Linked DNA regions of Canis lupus: region 1 is linked to region 2. A link is a contact called in public Hi-C data. All regions are on one chromosome and are shown on one strand. Each heading gives the region's core, a stretch centred on a gene start, on an enhancer-like site or on the middle of the called end of the contact. The rest is flanking DNA. Distances are from core to core; before and after follow the strand shown.

Region 1 (7,549 bases), core at 2,868-5,367, 240 kb before region 2:
TTTATGCTCCCAGCATCAAGTGTATGAGAATTCCAGTTTTCCCAGTCCTTGCCAATATTTATATTGCTAGTGGTTTTTTCTTTTTTCTTTTTTCTGTGTACTTTAGCCATCAACAGCAAATTACTGTGGCTTCACTCTGCAGCTTCCTGACCAGTAATGAGGCTGAACTTTTGCGTGTTTATCTCCCATTGGAACATCCTCTTTTTTGAAGTGGCCGTTTAAATCTTTGGGCCCCCTTTTACAAGTTGTCCTAGTGCTATTACAGATTTTTATGTATTCTGGGTATGAGTCTTTTATTGGATAAATGTTCTAATATCAGACAGTGTAGACCTTAGGCTAATGAGCATTTCAAAAAATTCAGAGGCATATTTCATAACGAGAAAAAGATTGAACCAACAATAATAAACAAAACTCCACATAAATACTTGAACGCAATAAACCAACTTGACCCCTCCCCTCTATGTACGTGGCAACTGCAGAATTCTTACAATCCCTGAATATGTTTGATCTGTCCATTTATTTAAGACTTCCTTAGTGTCTGTCGGTAATGTTTGGTAGCTTTCTCTTTCATTAGCTCTATGTCTAGGCATTTGATGTTTGTAGTGTCCTGGTGCAAATTGTATCCATTTAACATTTCTTTTTCTAATTGTTGCTACTGAGTAGAAATGCAGTTGATTTTTGTATATGGATCTTAGTGGACCATAATTTTGTATATGGGCCATCCTTGTATCTTCCAAAGATGGTCCCATGAATAGATCTCCCATCCCATGCGCTCTGGACAGTGTAGTGTCAGCATCCTCCATGGAGAGGTGAGGTCTATATTCCCTCCCCTTGGACCTGGAGACCTTTGTAATTTGTTACAAATAATAAATGATAAGTTGGGAGATTTGAGGGTTGACCAAGAAGGAGATGGGATCAGGAGAGGCAGTAACACACAAACTTCATATGGGTGGCACTTAGATAGTATTGCCTGGGAGGGGAAGTTCCTCCCAGTAACAGGGTCAAAACACATAAAAACTGACCGAACTAAGGAAAAATTAGTTCCAGAGATGGTGGTGTGGGACCACCACCCATGAGTGGAATAGGACAAGGGGACTCCTGGAGGGAAAGCGGAAATCAGGACTCATGTGCGTAGGTAATGGTGTTCAGCAGCAACTGCTCTGAAGGGCAGTGGTTTGGGCCTCATAGCTATAGGCTGGTCTTATCTATGCTTGGCAGATGTTCGAGGCAGTTTCACGGCGCAGGGGGGCTGGGGTTGTACATCAAGTAGGCTCTAGCTGGCTACAGATTTGGGAGGAGGTTTGGACTATATTTAAAACAAATAGATATGTGAGGATTTGAGTTCGGCACTGGTGGGCTTTGGGCTGATGGTCCTGGTCTGCTGTGAAGAAGTAAACAGGCCATTGGAGGCTAATTTAGAGGGACCATCTCGGGCCTGTTTATAGAATATTTCTGTGACCAATAAAATACAGCAGAAGTTCAAGTTAAATCCTTTTAAATTAACAATCGGTGTTTGTTTTCTGATGAATGTATGATATGGTTCATTGCAGAGTCAAGTAGAGAACAGGGCTCCTTTCTTACTGTCTTTTCTCTCTAGTCTGATAGACTTCATTTTTTTTAACCTTGCGCCATCTGCCGTAATGATCATAACAGGTACTCCTTTATTATTTCTAGTTGTGCCACCATATTAATGTCTTCTTACTTTCCAGAAAGTAAGGCTTTCAGAGGCATATTTCAATGGGGTCTTCCTGGGGTCTTCTGTGTTCTTGCTTCCCTCTAGTTTTGGAGGCCGGCCAAGCTGCCAGCCCGACACGGAGCTCTCTTGCACTGGATCCTTCTGTTTTGGATTTATTCCTTTATTTAGTGGAACATGTCCTACAGTGGCTTCCTGGACAGGGTGCATGGGAGGAAAATTCTTTGAAGTCTTGTATATCTGAAAATATCCTTACTCTGTTATACTGGTGGGAAGTCAGCTGGAATGCCAAATTTATTATTTTTAAAATTTTTTTCTGAAGACTTTATTTATTCATTCATGAGAGATACATAGAGAGACACAGGCAGAGGGAGAAGCAGGCTTCCTGCCAGGAGCCCAATGCGGGACTCGATCCCTAGACTCCAGGACCACGTCCTGAGCCAAAAGCAGACAGACGCTCAATCACTGAGCCACCCAGGCATCCCCGGCATGCCAAATTTAAATTTTAGATAATTTTTCCTTAAAATTTTTCTTATAGTCATTGGCCTCTTATATTTATTTTCTGAATATCAGATTTGCTGTGGAGACTTTTTCTCCCACCCCTGTCTCTCTCAGGATTCTCCTCTGCCATATCTGGCAAGTCCTAGAGATCTCTAGAAAGGCAATTAATCTTTCTCCCCTTTCCAATGCACATGCAGATAGAGTATGGCTCCCTCGTCCATGTACAAACATTTTCTAAGCCTTTGTCCATTATTTACTGAAATCATTACTCCATTAATTTCCTCTTGTCTTTTCTCATTGTTCCTATGGATTTAAATCTTTTAAGTTCACTTAGTATGGTGTTAGGGGGGTCTTGGGAAGGAGAGGAGAGACACATGTTTCATTTCTAACTGGAAAACCATGAAGACTTTTTTATGTCCCTCTGTATATACTTTCCCTCCAAAAGCTTATTTTAGCAATAAAGAGAGTAATATATTTAAGAAAACTCAAAGTGAATAATTGGACCATGATTTTAGGATGTTCTCTACAGCACATTATTTCACAGGGATTATGACCAGATTCATGATGCCTCATGGAACTTTCTGTTACTGCAGGTAAAGCTCCATTTGCTTTCCATTCTTGGAATGGAAGAGCAGGCTCCATGATCTGGTCATTCTGGTTTTCTGAAAATGCTTTTTAAAAAAAATTCACAGTCATCCTCAACTTAAAAATACCTTTAACCAATACTTTAAAAGCTGTCTTTTCTTAAAAAGATATGTTTTTAAAGATAAATTAACTCTAGCCATTTTGCCAAATTGCTTTCTCTTTGAGATGTTTGAGGCAACACAAACACCAAACATTGTCAAATACACTTTATTTGGGGTGGTATCTGATGCCCCAGTTGTGGCTTTAGTGATGCGAGCATTCCCTCTTCCTGGAGCGCTCCTCCCAATTACCCCTCCCCATCTCCCCCTTTGACTGATTAACTGTGTCCTTTAGCTGAGATTTTAAATAGCCCTTCTGAGTCTAAGTTAGATGGCCCCATATGAGTTCCCCCAAATACCCTATACTTTCCCTATCGTATTATTATCAATTGTTCTGTTACCATTACCTGTTTGACATTTTACCCTACAAACGTAATGAGCTCTGAAAATGCTGGGATTGTGCTCGTTGTGTTTCGATCAAACCCACAATGCCTGGCACATAGTAGGTGCTTAGTATTAAAATAAATTAATGAATAAGTGAGTGAATTCAAATTCATGGTTTTTTCAAAGGCAGTTATGATCTGGAAAAGGAGCCAAGACGGGTAAAGAACTATTTTGTACAACATTAAGGGTCCTAAGAAGGAGTGTAAGGTTGTACAACGAGGTGGTGGGGAGAGTGCTGGGAATCCAGGAGAGGAAAGCTTCTGGCTGAGACCCAGGGAACACTATGAACTGCCTTGAAGGGGGGAGGGGTAGGTAGAAGCAAGGCATGTGAATCAATGGAATAGAGGCAGGAAAGCTTTTGGGGTTCAGAGAGCTGCAGATAAGGCAGGGGTCCTCGAAGTCTCGTCTCTGGAAAATGGCAAAGTCCATCTTTGGAAAGTGTAATCTTTGCAATATGATCGTGGCTCTGCTTTTACCTTTGGCATGGATTAATAACTTGCAGATATTTAAGTTTAATAAATGACATATTTTATCAAGTCTGTGTAATTCTATCCATCAGTGAGGTGTCTGTCTTCCTTTTTCATCCTGTATCCCCTGCCCTGCATTCGTGAACTCAGGGCAGAGGGGACTGAATGGTTAGGAAAGCACATAGAACAGAGCTTCTCAGACTGCGGGGAGTGTACACGTCGCCCGGAAAATGCAGATTCTGATTCAGTAAGTCTGGATTGGGGCCTGAGAATTTCCATCTCTCACTAGCTCTCAAATGGTGCCAAAGCTGCTGAACCCGGAGTCCACGGGAAGGAGCAAGAGCTGGAGTGGAACTCTAGCTCTGGACTCGAGAGACCACCGCAGGTAGAGTTGCAGCAGGTTGGGGAAGGTGCTCTGGTCTAGTGATTCGGGCCCACCCTCCCGCCAGATGCCTTCATTCTTCATCACTTACCGGTGTTGGGTTTGGGGACTCCTTTCTTTTAGAACCCGGTCTAGAAACATTCTAGAAGTTACCAATCCAGAAGATGGCGCCACAATCTTAGTTATAAACCACACTTCCCTCTCCTGCTGTGACGGAAGGGAAAGCACTTCCTGCCTCTCTGAAAGCTACATTTCTAATTCTCTGGCTTGACACATGCTCAGGAAACAGGAGTTGCTTTGCAGATGGAGCATAGTTCTCTTGGTGGTTTCTGAAAATCACGTTGGAGAGAGAATGTCATGTCAAGACCCTTTCCTTAAAGCTTTTTTTCAGAACCCTCCTTAAAGTTTATTACATTTCGCATGTTCAAGATGAGTTGCAATTTCTCAGCTTCAAAATTCTTGGATTTTTTTTTTTTTTTTTTTAGTATTTTTATTTCCCCACAGGAAGAGTGTTATTTTTAATTGTTCATTATTGATGCTCTAATAACGTATAATCACGTAATTGAGGCTAAAAGGAACCGAAGAGCTTCAGGCCAATTAGTGCACTTGACAAGAGAGAAGACAGGCTTCCTGATTTCATTTAAGTCCTCTTGAAAGAGTTTCTGTTCCTGGCAAGTGGGAAAATGCTAACAGACTCCTATGTGACAAACGCTCACCTAGGCAGTGCACAGTCTACACATGGAGAATTTTATCTGGGCTTTATATAGTACTTTGATTTTGGCCTCACAGCAAGCTGCATTCTGACCTCTACAAGAGCTGGAAATACCCCATGTAGGGCTATAGCTCTACTCTTACTGCAGTAAAAATTAGATTAAGCCAGTGGTTCTCAAAATTTATTGGGTATTAAAATTACTTGGAGGGCTTCTTGTTACAGCACAGATTGCTGATCCCCCTATCTTATACTGAGTAAGGGACAGGCAGCGCTAGGCAAGTAGAGACAGAGGGCCATGGAATTAGGCTCATAGAAATCCCAAAATGCTGAGATGTAAGGAAACCGGAGATAAGGGATTAGATCAGACCACCTGGCCCTGGATGCTAGGGAGCATTTTCCTTTGAGGGCTACAATATATTTTTATTTATTTAATTATTATTATTTTTTATCAATGAGAGACACAGAGAGGGACAGAGACACAGGCACAGGGAGAAGCAGGCTCCATGCAAGAGCTTGATGCAGAACTCGATCCCAGGACCCCGGGATCACAACCTGAGCCAAAGGCAGACGCTCAACCACTGAGCCACCCAGATGTCCCTTTTTTTCATTTTTATTTTATTTTATTTTATTTTATTTATGTATGTTTATTTTTTGGGGGGGGTGGAGTCTACAATATAATCACAGAAAATGACCAGACCACAAAGAAGTAAGTCATTAAGGGTGTTATCAATAGTCCTTGCTCAAACTAAGATGGCATAAGAATTTCAAGGCCATAATTATGCTCCCTGGTCAAGTTTTCAATAAGAGACCAGCCTAAAAGCCTTTGGTAGCAACTCTCTCGGGACCCCTCTCACTACTGAGAGCTCCCTCTGCATCCTTGCTTAGTAAACTTCTATTGCTTTACTCTCCTTCATCCAAGAGATTCATTCTTTGACTCTGACACAGAACCTAGCTCTCCCACTCCAGTACTACTCACAAAAATTACTTCAGGATGCATTAAGAACTTAAATATAAGACCTGTACATGTAATGAAACTCCTAGAAGAAAACATAGGAACAAAGCTCCTTAGTCATGTTTGGAAATCATAGCTAAAGCACAAGCAACGAAATAAAAAATAAATAAGTGAGACTACATTAAAATATAAAGTTTCTCCACAGCAAAGAAAACCACCAACAAAATGAAAAGACAACCTACCAAATGGGAAAAGAAAATATTTGCAAGCCATGTACCAGATGAGGGGTTAATATCCAAAATATATACGGGACTCATATAGTGCAACATCAAAAACAAACCAAAAACCAAAAAATGGACAAAGGAACCTGAATAGACATTTTTCCAAAGAAGCTATACAGATGGCCAACAAGTACAAGAAAAGGTGCACAGTGTGGCTAGTCATTAGGGAAATGCAAGTTAAAACCATGATGAGACATCACCTCACACCTGTTAAAATGGCCATTCTCAAGAAGAGAAGAGATAACAAATGCTGGGGTGCAAGTGGAAAAGGAAAGGGAGCCCTTGTGCACTGTTGGTGGAAATATAAATTGGTGCAGCCACTGTAGGAAGCAGTATGGAGGATTCTCAAAAGATCTAAAAAAATAGAAATATCATCTGATCCAGCAATTCCACTGCTGGGAATGTATCTAAAGGAAAGAAAATCACTAACTCGAGAAAGATGTCTGCACCCCATGTTCATAGCATTATTTACAACAGCCAAGACATGGAAACAACATAAGGACATGGAAACAGCATAAGTGTCCATTGATGGATGGATGAATATAGAGGTTGTGGCACAATGAAATATTTACTCAGCCATAAAAAACCCCCCAAGAACATTCTACCGTTTGCAACAACATGGGTCTACCTTGAAGGCATTATGCTCAGTGGAATAAGTCAGAGAAACACAAATACTGTATGAGCTCATATACACGTGTAATCTCACACCACCGCTGCCGCATCCTAGAGAAAGAGGTCAGACCTGCGGTTGGGTGAGAATTGTTGGCAGGGGAGAGCGGATTGGCAGGAGGTGGCCAAAGGGCACCAAGTCCCAGTGAGGAGACAGACGCAGCCCTGGGGGAGGTGGGACCCTGCACGCCAGGCTGACCAGCTAGCACCGCTGTGAGATGCACAGAAACGCTCTTAGGAGGGTCGGTCCTCAGAGTTCTCAACACAAGGAGAAAACTTTTTTTTATTTTTAAGATTTTATTTATTTATTCATGGGAGACACACACACACAGAGAGAGAGAGAGAGGCAGAGACACAGGCAGAGGGAGAAGCAGGCTCGATGCAGGGAGCCCGACGTGGGACTCGATCCCGAGTCTCCAGGATCACTCCCTGGGCCTAAGGCGACGCTAAACCACTGAGCCACCCAGGCTGCCCAGAAATTTTTTTTAATTGCATCAGTATGAGATGATGGATGGTAACTAAACCCATGGCGATAATCATTTCCCAACATAAGAAAATCAAACCAGCATGCTGCACGCCCTAAACTTATACAGCGACGTATATAAATGATTTCTCAATAAAATTGGGTGGTGGGGGGGCAGCCCTGGTGGCCCAGTGGTTTAGCGCGGCCTTCAGCCCAGGGCCTGATCCTGGGGACCGGGGATTGAGTCCTGCGTCGGGCTCCCTGCATGGATCCTGCTTCTCCCTCTGCCTGCGTCTCTCTCC
Region 2 (6,856 bases), core at 4,036-6,535:
GTTGCTTGGGGTTCTCTGTGCATTTCTGTACGTCCAGGCGTTCATCTGTGCTGTTTCTTCTGCCTAGAATGCCCTCCCCACCTTTCTCTGCCTCATCATCTCTTGCCCTTTACCACTCAGCTCAGACACCCTTCCCCACGAAGACTTCTGAGGACCATCACACTGGGCAGACCCACCACACATGGCTCATCACCAGCCCCGAGGTGAGCAAGACCTCCACGAAGGGACAAATATTCTTACTTGGCATCTGTGTCCACTGAGTAGACTCAAGTCCTGGCACAAAGCCAATGCTCAGCCAACCCTGGTCGGATGGAGATGGGCCAAAGATAAAGTTCCAAAGACCAGATTTCTGATCCAAAGATTTCAAGGAGAAAAGTAAGACTTTTCTGAGTCTCCAACCTCCTCACCCTGAAATTACCCCATCCCAGATCCAAAGGGCAGGGACTCTTTTGCACACACACCTTGCTTGGCTAACCACTGGTCCCTCCCTTATTCATAGCCAAATGGCTCCTCACATCCCTCTTCTCTGTCCAATGCATCTTTGGCTATTCCTGGATCAATCAAAGTTCAAACCTTATATTTGATCAAATCAAAGACCCCTTATATTCTCTATCTCATTTCTGGCTTCCAATCTGAAGGATGGTTCTTCCTGGCTGAGAGGAAAGATCACATGATAAAAGATCTGAACCCTCAGGCCTGAGGTGATTGTCCTGCCTCCTCTGGAGCCTCTAACCACCGATTGTCTTACAGGAGCCCTTATTCCTGGAACAGAAGGGGCTTTATCACATCCCACATCAGACTATTTTAACCATAGGGGTCAGTCTATGATTCAAAGCATGCTGGGAACTCAGCCACAGAGCTAGTAGGGTAGGGGAGGAAGCTTGAGGAAAGTGGGATGACGGGTGGGAAATCTGACCTTCTCCAGATGTTGGCTCCAAAGCCCAGCGTCAGTGAGATGCACAGCTGAGCTCAAGCTTGAGCCTGCACCTAAGAGACCTAACCCAAAGGGGTATAGTGGTCACACACTTGGAAACAAAGTGGGCAGAGTGGTTCTAAAAATAATTTTTTTTAATTTATTAATGAGAGACACAGAGAGAGAGGCAGAGACATAGGCAGAGGGAGAAGCAGGCTCCTGTGGGGACCCTGATGCAGGACTCGATCCCAGGACCCCAGGATCATGACCTGAACCAAAGGCAGACGTTCAACTGCTAAGCCATCCAGGCGCCCCAACCCGAGTGGCTTTAGTTGCATCTCCATCTGGCCAGATGGCGACAGGAGTGCAAGCCCAGCACTGCAGAAAGCAGCTAGAAGTTAAGGAAGTACCGAAGCCTTTGAAGAGGTGCAGATATGAGCACAGGACGGACAGGTGTGGGAACCACGAGGGACTTAGGGGTAGAGGCGGCATGAAGAAGGGAGGATCTTCGACTCCTGTACAGGTCTAGAGGAGCACCTGCGACCCAGAGGGGGTTGCAGAGACATCGAGGGGGACCAAAACTGTGAGAGCGTGGCACCCTGGCGAGGCCCACAGAGCTGCAGACAGAGCTGCCATCCCGAAGCCAAGCAGGGGGCTGGGTCTTGAATAAAGGCACAAGGTCAGGCTGAGCGCTCCGGTTGAGGGGTAGGGAGTGAAGAAGAACAGGTGAGTATGCTCAACACCAGGGCCTGCATACAGTCAGCGTCAGAGGCTCCCGGGAGGCGCCGGAGGCCGCAGGTGTCACGGTGGACTCTCTGGGTGTGAGATTGTGTGTAATGCTTCAAACACACACAAGTAGAGAAAATAATTTAATGCACCACCATGTATACTTCAGCAACTATCAGTTGATGGTCAATCTTGTTTCCCCCCACATCTCTACCCATTGCCCTTTGCCCTGGATTTTTAAAAATATTTTTAAATTTAAATTCAATTAATTAACATACAGTGTATTATTAGTTCCAGAGGCAGAGGTCAGTGATTCACCAGTCTTATCTAACACCCAGTGCTCATCACATCACGTGCCCTCCTCAATGCCCATCACCCAGTTACCCCATCCCCCCACCCTCTCCCCTCTGGCGACCCTCAGTTTGTTTCCTATGATTAAGAGTCTATTATGGTTTGTCTCCTCCCTGATTTTGTCTTGTTCTATTTTTTCCTCTCTTCCCCTATGATCCTCTGTTTTGTTTAAATCCCACATATGAGTGAGATCATATGACAATTGTCTTTCTGTGATTGACTTATTTCACTTAGCGTAATATCCTCTAGTTCCATCCACGTCATTGCAAATGACAAGATTCCGGGTTTCTCTGATGGCTGAGTAATATTCCATTGTATGCATATGCCACGTCTTCTTCATCCATTCATCCATCCATCAATGGACATCTGGGCTCTTTCCATAGTTTGGCTAGTGTGGACATTGGTGCTATAAACATTAGGGTGCAGGTGCCCCTTCGGATCACTACATTTCTATCTTTGGGGTAGATACCCAGTAGTGCAACTGCTGGGTCATAGGGAAGCTCTATTTTCAACTTTTTGAGGAACCTCCATACTATTTTCCAGAGTGGCTGCACCAGCTTGCATTCCCACCAACAGTGTATGAGGGTCCCATTGCTCCGCATCCTCACCAACATCTGTTTCCTGACTTGTTCATTTTAGACATTCTGACTGGTGTGAGGTGTATCCCATTGTAGTTTTGATTTGCATTTTCCTAATGCCGAGTCATGTTGAGCATTTTTTCATGTGTCTGTTGGCCATTTGTTTGTCTTCTTTAGAGAAATGTCTGTTCATTTCTTCTGCCCATTTCTTAACTGGATTATTTTTTCTTTGGGTGTTGAGTTGGTTAAGTTCTTTATAGATCTTGGATACTAGCCCTTCATCTGATAAGACATTTGCAAATATCTTCTATCATCCTGTAGGTTGTCTTTTGGTTTTGTCAACCACTTCCCTTACTGTGCAGAAGCTTTTTATCTTCATGAAATCCCAATAGTTCGTTTTTGCCTTTGTTTCCTTTGCCTTTGGAGACGTGTCTAACAAAAAGTTGCTGTATCCAAGGTCAAAGAGGTTGATGCCTATGGTCTTCTCTAGGATTCTGATGGACTCCAGTCTCACATTAGGTCTTTCATCCATTTTGAGTCTATTTTTGTGTATGGTGTAAGAAAATGATTGCCCTGGATTTTGTGAAGCAATCCCAGACAGCTGGCTATTTTGTAGAAGTTTTAGTATGCAAATCTAAATGATAATGACTCTCCTTAAATTTGACACTAATGATATCAGACCCTCAAATTCCTTAATATAAACTACTTCAAATTATCAAATATCCAATCAGTCCTCTAAAAGGTCTTTCCTTTTATTTTTTCCAGTTGGTTTAATCTGGAGCTAACCAATGTCTTCTGTTATGTGTTAAAATACCTCCCAAGTGTCTTTTAATTTATAGGTTTCTCCTCTGTCTTTTTTTCCCATATAACCTTTGCTGCTGCTACTGTTGTGGATGATGTTAAAACTAGGTCATGTGTCTGGGACTCTCCCAATCTTGGTTTTGCTGACGGAATCCATGTGGTATCATTTGACTTGTTCCTCTGTTTCCTGTATTTCTTTTTTTTTTAAGATTTTATTTATTTATTCATGAGAATACACAGAGAGGAGACAGAGAGAGAGGCAGAGACGCAGGCAGAGGGAGAAGCAGGTTCCTTGAAGGGAGCCTGATGTGGGACTCGATCCTGGGTCTCCAGGATCATGCCCTGAGCTGTAGGCGGCGCTAAACTGCTGAGCCACCGGGGCTACCCTGTTTCCTCTATTTCTTATAAATTGGTAGATTCGTGCAGACTTTGCGGGTTGAGTACCTTACAAGTGGCAATGTGCACTCCACGGATGGAAGACTGATGTCTGATTGTCCCTTCGTTGTCATGTTTGGCAGACTATGATATCCTAAATTCTATAATTCCTTCTGCACTTATATAAGCCAGAATATTTCTATGAAGAGAAATGTTCTTTATTAGTTATGTGATTACCCTAAAGTATAGTTCATATAGGAGAGGCGGGATATGTGCTTCTTTTCCTTTCCTTAACCAGTTTTCAAAAATAATGAGTCTGACCCCTAGACACTTCTAAAGGCAATCAATGAGGCTTTATCATTTATTATTTATTTGTACTATCATAAATTTATTAATAGAAGCATGTTTGATGTGTTTCAAGGTGAGATATTTATAGATTTCTCAGGGTCTACCATAGACCCTGCATCCTTTAATGTAGACAGGCTAATTAGCTTGGGCAACTTGGTTATGCAATAGTTGAGGATTGCTGGACAGGCAAGGGGAGGGTTCCAAGTGAGTCTTGAAGGCCACAGTCATGTGATAAGTGAGTTGATGATTCGTGGGTCAGAGTAGGAACTGTTATCCTGATGAGAACTAGTTGGGTAGCTGGTCGGTCCATTGCTCCAATAAATGGATTTTTAGGAAATTCCTAAAACAAATGAAAAAGATATTTGGAGATATTTATTTGCCATGAGATCTGTCCAAGTAATAAAGGCTTATTTACTTCTTTCAGCCTTGAAATTTATCGCCATTAGGTCTTCAAATATTTCCCCCTCTCCATCTTTATATCACTGCTTTTCTGTCCTAGCTCTATCCTTGTTATTAATTAGGAAATTTAAAATAAGCTGCCTTATTTCCTCTTTTTTTCCAACCTTTTCCTGCTGCCTCTGGAGAGTTGCTGAAACTGCTCTTCCCATCACCAATTCCTCTTCAGCTGTACCTGTTCTACTACCTTCATCCCACGTTGTTAGTAAATAGCGCCAATGAACATTCTTTCCAATCATATCGTTCATGCTCTGATATTTCTCCTTGGTTTCATGCCATCTTTCCTGACCCATGCTGCTCCAGCCCCCCCCCGCCCCCCACCGCCGCGTTGGCAAGGAACCACTTTGAAAGGGCCTGGGTTCAACTCCGAGCTCTACAGCTTACTGGCTGTGTCTCATCGGGCGTGTCCCATCACGGCTGCCCCGTGCCTCAGTTTCCCTCATGGCTGCGCGGAGAGCAATGCCTTCAGCCTTGTTGAGGCCCGGGGTCGAGCGCTACCTGCCCGCGGCTGCAGGTCAGCGGCACTGCGGGGGGGAGGGGGGGGCTGGCGGTGACCGTGCGCCGCGCGGGCCGCAGGGGGGCTGGTTCACGGGGTTGGGCTGCGCTTGGGGGGCGGGGGGGGGGGACCCGGGCCTCCCCGGCGCGGGCGGTCGGGGCCAGGGCCGCACCCGCGGGGCAGCGACGGTCGGCGGCTCCGCGAGGCGGCGCTGCGCCCCTTCCCGGCCCGGCTCCCCCCGCGGGGCCCGCGTCCGCGCCAGTCCCGGCCCGGCCCAGCGCAGGATGCAGCGCCCCGGAGCCCCGGCCCCGGTGAGCCACCGCCGGGGATGGGGGGGACCCGGGGGCCCGGGGGGACGCTTCGGGCGACCTCCTGGCACGCCGCCGCCTTCCCCCGCCCGCGGCTAAAGCCCCCGCCCCGGCGCCCCCGAGTCCCGGGGCGCACCTGGAGGGGGGGAGGGGAGCGGGGACCCCACCTGGTGCCGGGGCGGAGGCTGGCTGCGCCGCGCAGGTGCACCTCCAGGTGAGGACTGCGCGCGGGGACCACCCCCCCCCCCGGGCCGCTGCGCACGGAGCAGGGGCTTCAGAGGCTCCGTGGAAAGCTTCGGGGAGCAACGCTCAAAAAAACAATTAATAAATACATAAATAAATGGAAAAAGAAAAGTTACTTTGAGCAGCATTCAGTATGTTTGGATTCGGGTTGGGACCCATATGATTATTTATCCTCTTTCCTCAACTCCCCACGTCCCCCACCTCACCCCACTCCCCCCCCCCCTTTTTTTTTTTTTTGGTCTGGAAGGCTTCTGCAGAGAGAACCCCCCGGCCAAGGGAGTGGAGACCTCAGCTCTATAGGAAGTGCACGGATACGACCTGGCTGTTCCTGTTCTTCCTCTTCTGGACTGGTCTGGTGAGTGTGGGTGCCTAGGAGGAAGAGAGCCTGCGTGGGTCCCGAAGTGACTGTGCCCAGGTGGGACTCGCGATCGTGGGGAGGCCCGGGCTGCAGGTGGTGCAGGGGCCCCGGGCTGTGCTACCGCGAGACGCGCCAGCCGATCCTCCGGAGCAAACCTCGGTCCTGGGTTGTGCCTCCCAGGGGACGTGGCTAAACTGGAGGGGCTGCCCATTGCTGCAGGCCCCGTTCTAGGGCGGCCTCCAGGAGGAAGTGGGAACCCCGTGGCAGGATTGTGTGGTCATCTGGGCTCACTGCCTGCAAGTTCGCTGGCCATCTCAGCCCCCAAACAAAATATTTGTCAACTGTTTGCTGTTCTTCTAATACAGGAAAATCTAGAGTGAGCCTAGAAATAAACTGCTCTCCCTTTAGCTGAACACATAACATACACACTGTCGGCGGCTGTATGTAGCAGCTGACAAGGAAACCAGCCTTGGGTGTAAACTCTCGAGTTAGGTAATGATTTTTTCCCCATTCTAGTTTCCAGCTGTGCGGGATTGCTGGTAGACCTCATCAGGCCGTGTCATTTTAGTCCCGTCCCTTTAGTCTCTTGGCAGCTAAATCTTGACACTTTGATACTTATTTTAGAGCTGTAGGTAACAGCAAAAGGAGCCCCACTCAGCTTCTTTAAAGATCAGATTCCTGCAGTCATCCGGTCTAGATTGAGGCATGCTATTTGCTGCAAGGTTAATGATTAATTTATAAAGCAGCATAAGAGCTGCCTCATAGTAATTAGCTTTGTTGCAAAGATTTCAATTTAAATAGACTCTAAAACACCATGTTTGTTCCTCTTTCCAAGTCCCTCTTTCTTTCGAAAGGCCTGAATTCACTTGTTCACTTTACCTACTGGTTTCTCATGACAGACAT

Evidence for each region. A called contact is a pair of places that touch in the nucleus more often than the background predicts.
Region 1: a contact with region 2 is called in a Hi-C map of skin fibroblasts, with 4 times the contacts expected there. The contact joins the enhancer-like site here to the promoter of SLC44A3 in region 2. A contact is called at or near these places in 6 of 9 Hi-C or Micro-C datasets (amygdala, blood and skin fibroblasts).

The regions. Positions count from the first base shown.
Region 1 is chr6:55,220,204-55,227,752 of UU_Cfam_GSD_1.0, reverse strand. No RefSeq gene overlaps it. Among named protein-coding and RNA genes, the nearest start is that of F3, 21 kb to the right of the region's middle. Within about 2 kb of position 4,117, at least 2 of the 20 cell types and tissues checked have an H3K27ac peak or open chromatin away from gene starts, as enhancers often do.
Region 2 is chr6:54,981,948-54,988,803 of UU_Cfam_GSD_1.0, reverse strand. It overlaps SLC44A3 (choline transporter-like protein 3), which reads left to right and starts at 5,285. Exons shown (of 16, transcript XR_005361189.1): 1 at 5,285-5,355; 2 at 5,843-5,950. It overlaps LOC119872262 (a long non-coding RNA gene), which reads right to left and starts at 6,361. Exons shown (of 3, transcript XR_005361191.1): 1 at 5,914-6,361; 2 at 4,933-5,072; 3 at 3,037-4,432.